Linked DNA regions of Sus scrofa: region 1 is linked to region 2. A link is a contact called in public HiChIP or PLAC-seq data. All regions are on one chromosome and are shown on one strand. Each heading gives the region's core, a stretch centred on a gene start, on an enhancer-like site or on the middle of the called end of the contact. The rest is flanking DNA. Distances are from core to core; before and after follow the strand shown.

Region 1 (2,930 bases), core at 184-2,683, 240 kb after region 2:
AGTTAGGAATTGAATTCAAGCCGCAGCTGCAACCTATATTACAGCTGCAGCCATACCGGATCCTTAGCCCACTGTGCCATGTGGGAACTCCTAATTACCATCTTTGCTTATCCTCAAATCCTGATTTCCAACCCCAATTCCTCTCTTAAGCACTAGATCCAGGGGTTATGCAGCCTCCTGGACTCCAATGCTAGGTGGCCCACACTGGGCTCAGTACCTTCCAAACCTGCTTCTCCTCTGGGTCTCCTTCTCAGGGAAGGCCCCCAAACCCCCTAGTTTTCCAGCCAGAAGGCCTTGTCTTGGATTCCTCCCTCCCTCCCCCTCCGGGGCCAACCAGTCCCAGGGCAGCTTCACGGGCCTCCTGGGCGTCCATCCCTCCCACCAATGCCCCCTTCCCTTCCCATAGTCCCACCCTAGTGCAAACGCCCCTCTCCCACCACAGCTGCTTCCCTGGACTAATGGCTCCAGTTCTATTCCCTCCAATCCATCCTCCATATAGAAGCCGGGAACACCTTTCCAAACCCCCACCGATTCTCCTTGGCTTGAAGCCCTGCCATGGCTTCTCAGTGCCCTGGGGACGAGTCTCAACTCTCTCAAGTGGCCAAAGTTCTGGCCGTGACTCATTTCCCTTCACTCCTTGCCTTAAATTCTACTTTCCACTCCGAATACATTTCTTTGAGTTCCTCTACCAACCATGGTCACCTGGAAGCCTTCTGAGGGCCCCCACTCTGGTTAGTTGACACCGGTCCAGGACAGTGTGTGAAATAAAAAGGTTACAACAGTCAGAGCAACAACCCCCATTTACTGATGGTCTGCTTGGTGTCCAGCACTTTATATATGTATCGTCTCTTTCGATCCTAATCCCATTTGAGAGACAAGGCAACAGACGCAGAGAAGGGTTTGGTGAGAGAGCTGAGACTCCTACAGCCCGAGCGCCGACCCGCAACCTGGAGGGTCAGGGCACAACCGGGCCCAGGCCTAGAGCAGGGAGCGCTGGCGGGGTGCGCTGGCGGGACGCGCCACCAGTCCTTGAACGCCAGAATCAGGAATTGTGACTTATGTCGCGGCCGGTGAGGTAGACCGGCACGAGACTGCCCCCTGCGGGCCTGGAGGCCCAATCCCAGACTCCGCCGGGCCCGTTGCCCATAGCAACGCCGCGCGCGCCCCGCCCCTTCCCCGCCCGCCAGCCGACTGCCCGTCAGTCGCGCAGCCGACCAATCCCACAGAGCAGGGGGCGGGTCTTGTGGGCCTCGTTCCACCTCCGTGGCCCCCCTCTCCACCGCGACCCCGCCTTTCTCCGCGCACACCTCCCGCCCTTCGGGCTGCCCTCGCCGCCCATTGGTGGGTGCGCTGTTCATCACCTTGGCATCAGCTAATGCGGGCGCGCTGCGGTCCCTGGGCGGGGCCAGGGGCGGTGACGCACGGCGCGGTGACGCAGCGCGACGGCGGCGGCGGCGGCGGCGGCGGCGGTGGTCGGTGCGGGAGGAGGGAGGGGAGCTCGCGGGCTGGAGAGGGGGCGACGGCGGTGGCGGCGGCCTGAGGAGGCCTGGACGGCGGCGGCGGCGGCGGCAGAGGCCGAGGCGGTGAGTGGCCGGCAGGGCCGGGCGGACGCGAGGCGGCGGCGGGTCGGGGCGCGCGGGGCTCACCTCGGGGCGCCCCAGGCCGCGCGGGCGGCCCCGCCCCCTCAGGGACCCCGGGCGGTGGCGGGCGCGGAGTGCGGGCCTCGGGACTCCCGGCCCTCGAGAGAATCCCCCACACCGGTCTCCTGAGTCGCCCGCACAGGCCGCTTCTCGAGCTCTCTCCGAAATTCTCGCTCCTCGGGGTGGTCGGGGGGCCCGGCCCGCAGCCCTTTCTCGTGACCCCCCCAGGTTTACCTCCGACACCTCCCTGGCGGGCACGCCCACAGATCCCCGGAGTCTGCCCCAACTCCTCCATTCCCCTCCCACGAGGCGAAAGACCTCGAGAGACCACCTCTGGTATTTCTACGTCTGCTCCAGACCCCGTCATACGCCTCAAAAATCTTCCTCAGAGGACCCCCCCCCCCGTGGCCCCAGATCCCCCATCCTCCTCCCGTGACCAAAAATATTTCCCCGAAGCCACTCATGTACCAACAATATGTGTCATATATCGTCTCTAGGAGCCTCCCTTATAAGCCCTAAACATCTCTTTCAGAGACTCCCCGAAATCCCCTCCAGACCCCGTACATTCCAGAAATCTCCCCCAGCGACCTACTTAGCATGTCCCAACAATCTCCCCCAGATTTCCTTCTCACACATCCCAAGAATTTTCTCTCCCACCTACCCCCATACCAGAAATCACCTTGGAGATTTTCCACTCAGAGCCCCAAAATCTCAGAGCCCCTCCCCCCTGGAATCCTCCAGAATGCCCTTGATAGCCCCTGAGAATCTTCCTCAGAGACTCTTGGATCCCCACAGCTCACCTGGAGGTCCCGTGTCCGGTGACTTCCCCCCCCACCCCCGCGTTTCCGCAACATCCACCTCCCATTTACGCTCCCCCCCTCACATATCCCAGAAGTCATCCATACCTTTGGACCCTTCCACAGACCCCCAAAATTTCTTCTAAAGACCTCCTCATGTACCCCAAATCCCACCACCCTGAAATGCCCTGGAGATGACCCTCACGCCTCCCTAAAATCTTCCCCTGATGACTACCTCAGACCAAAATTCTCCTTCAGAGATGCCCTGAAATCTGCAGAGAATTCTCTTCTCATATTCCACAAGCCTCTTCCAGAACCTCTTTTTTGTATCCCGAATCTTTCCCAGTAACCCACGCGAAATATTCCATAAATTGCTTCTTCAGGATTCCAACAGTTTTCCTCATAGTTTCTCTTTGAAATTTTATAGAACCACCCCCCCCTTAGATAACCTTTCAAAAATCTCTCCTATATGAACTTTTTTCAAATAAGCTAA
Region 2 (2,901 bases), core at 275-2,774:
GGCCTACACCACAGCTCACGACAACGCCGGATCCTTAACCCACTGAGCAAGAGCAGGGATCGAACCCGAAACCTCATGGTTCCTAGTCGGATTCGTTAACCACTGCGCCACGACGGGAACTCCCGGCAGTTGTAGCTTTAATTGGACCCCTAGCCTGGAAACCTCTATGTGCCCCAGGTGCGGCCCTAAAAAAATAAAAATAAATAAATAAATAAATAAACTTTAAAGTCAGGCCTTACGAAGGAGTCAACAGATTTTTATATATATACATATACACACACGCATATAAAACAGATTTTAGATATATAACAGATTATATATTTAATGGAACAAGAAATAAAAATTTATAAAAAATATTTTATGTAACAAAACTACCCATAAAGAAACTAAAAGGAATGCTGTGATTATACAGGAAGGAGGGAAACCACGGAGATGATGAAAGCTGTCCATCTATTTTTCAGCAAAGGATTAGCAGACAGTCTAAAAGTTGATAAACTAAGAAATAACAATGGAAGAACTCTCTTCAAAGATTTGGAAGTAACCACCGGAGGAACAAAAAGCTGAAAAGGATTTAAAACCATGCACTACGGGTCACAAGTTACTGTGCCATTTGTGAAAAGCAATGTACTTACAAAAATTTTTAATTGGCTGCGGGGGAGGGCGCAAGGCTTAAAGCACTGCTGTTGCATGCAAAGCTCTGTTCTAATTTGTCTTTTGTTTTTGCTTTCCCGGGACTTTTTTAAAAAATGTTTTATTATTTATTTAAAAAATAGGCTAGTGATATTACGGTCTTTCAAAATAGAGGGTAGACAGCTGCTGTCTCAAATTGAAGGAACAAGATACGGTGCGTTAACAGATATCCCTGAACACTGCAAAAGATAACTTAGAACAAAATTTAAATTCGGTGGAGCAGTGAAAACACACCAAAGGTGCCCAAGTTGCTAAACCAAGACTCGGTGCTCTAAAGCTGATGCACAGAATTTTCCGCCAGGCAGAGGAAAACAAAAGCCAGGATTGGTTAGGAGTGGTCTGGCCTTTCACCCGCTGCAGTGAACACGTGTTGGTCCACTACTTTGGGGAGGGGAATTTATTTCATGGTGGCCTCGGCGGACCAGTAGCCGGGCGGAGAGGCGAGGGCTCTAGAGGACCGGTTTTGGCAAAGCCCCTGCTGTGCGAAAACACGCGTTTGTGTAACTGTGGGCTCGGAGGGGCGAGGGAGGGCGGGCCCGGGAAGGGGCGCTGGGGCACAGGACTCCCGGGACACGCCCGTCCAGGCCGGGCCTGGGGCGGAAATCCTTCCCGGGACGCTCCAGCCGCGAGTGGGGCCAGAACACGGATTCCGACCTGGGTCCCCACCTGTCCCGGCGCTCACCTGGCGGCCCGCTCGGAGGCGGCGGCGGCGGCGGCGGGCCAGGATCCCCTTCCGCACTCTGCTCCGCGAGGCAGTCGGGGGGCGCTGCCCGGGTCGGCCCTCTCCGGGTGGGTGGAGGGCGGCGGCGAGATCCGGTGGGCGGCTGCGCAGCCGGACGGAGGGAGGGGCGGGGTCTGGGCGGCCGCAGGCGCCGGGGGGAGGGCCCAGCTGCCGCGAGGCGGGCGGGGCGGCGACCCGGGCCCCGCGCTCCGAGGTCTGCGGGCGGGCTCTTCCGAGAGGCTGCACCTCCAACAGGCAACGTCTCGGAGCGCGGGGCTACCTGCCCAGGCGTCCCGCGATCTGAGACCTGGGTGCCCTGGCGCTCACCGCAGGCACCTCCGATAGGCGAATTCCGCCTCTCCGGGAGCCCCTCGCCGTGGGAAGGGTCCTAGCTGTTCCCCCCCCGGCCCCCGTCTTCCCTTCTTATTCCGGCCACCGGCCTACAAGCCGCCTCCGCCGTTCAAAACCTCTCTCCCACCATCTGTCCACTGCTGGTAAAGGGCGGTGCTGTGACTCCGCCCTCGGACCTAGTGTGAAACACTTGGAGAGAAGTTTCTGTCCTCAGGGATGCTCTCGAATTTACATTGTGTCCCCAGGGGAGTGCCTCAGGCTTGTTCTTAAATTGAACTTCTTTGCCACACGTTCTCTGCGGCCAACCTGGGCGCTCCTACGTTAGGTATCTGTCCCCGCCCCTAAATTGCAAACTAGGGAATTAGTGCCAGGTTCACAGTAAGCATGGGGCCACAACACATTTCTCCCTGGACCTCTGCCCTTGAGCTCTCATATCTTTTTTCCGATTGACTTTAGACAACCCGGAGCCAGTCTTCTGGTCCACAGTCCTCCCACATCCTAGGGGATCCTTGCCAGTCCCAGACTCATCCCGGGCACTGTGCTAAATGCTCTATTTGCATTACCCCATGGAGACCTCTCCGACCCCTAGAGGTAGGTATGCACGAGGTACATACAAGTCACTCGCTTAGGGAGGTCGCTGTTTTTTGTTTTTGTTTTTTGTTTTTTTTTCATTTTAGGGCCGCACCTGAGGCATATGGAAGTTTCCAGGCTAGGGGGTCGAATGGGAGCTGCAACTGCCGGCCTACACCACAGCCACCACAACGTGGGATTCGTGCAGCAACTGTGACCTACACCACAGCTCTGGGCTCCTTATCCCACTGAGCGGGGCCAGGGATCTAACCCTCATCCTCACGGATACTAGTTGGGTTTCGTAACCCGCTGCGCCACAACGGTAACTCCCATGAAAGGGTTTTAAGCTGGAGTTCCCAGGTCCCCTCCATTGAAAAAGTCTCAGAGGAATTCCCGTCGTGGCCCAGCGGTTAACGAATTCGACTAGGAACCATGAGGTTGCGGGTTTGGTCCCTGCCCTTGCTCAGTGAGTTAACAATCCGGCGTTGAGTGAGCCCTAGAAATGGCAAAAAAAAAAAAAAAAAAAAAAAAAAAAGTCTCAGAAAGACACCACAGCGCCATCGCGAGGA

What was found. HiChIP or PLAC-seq counts read pairs in DNA pulled down with a chosen protein or histone mark.
Region 1: a contact with region 2 is called in an H3K27ac HiChIP or PLAC-seq map of alveolar macrophages. The contact joins the promoter of SAMD4B here to the promoter of FBXO17 in region 2. A contact is called at or near these places in 1 of 47 Hi-C or Micro-C datasets (fetal skeletal muscle) and 1 of 2 datasets of contacts at active chromatin or transcription factors (alveolar macrophages).

What each region holds. Positions count from the first base shown.
Region 1 is chr6:48,001,293-48,004,222 of Sscrofa11.1, forward strand. It overlaps SAMD4B (protein Smaug homolog 2), which reads left to right and starts at 1,434. Exons shown (of 13, transcript XM_021094367.1): 1 at 1,434-1,583.
Region 2 is chr6:47,758,122-47,761,022 of Sscrofa11.1, forward strand. It overlaps FBXO17 (F-box only protein 17), which reads right to left and starts at 1,525. Exons shown (of 7, transcript XM_021094357.1): 1 at 1,373-1,525.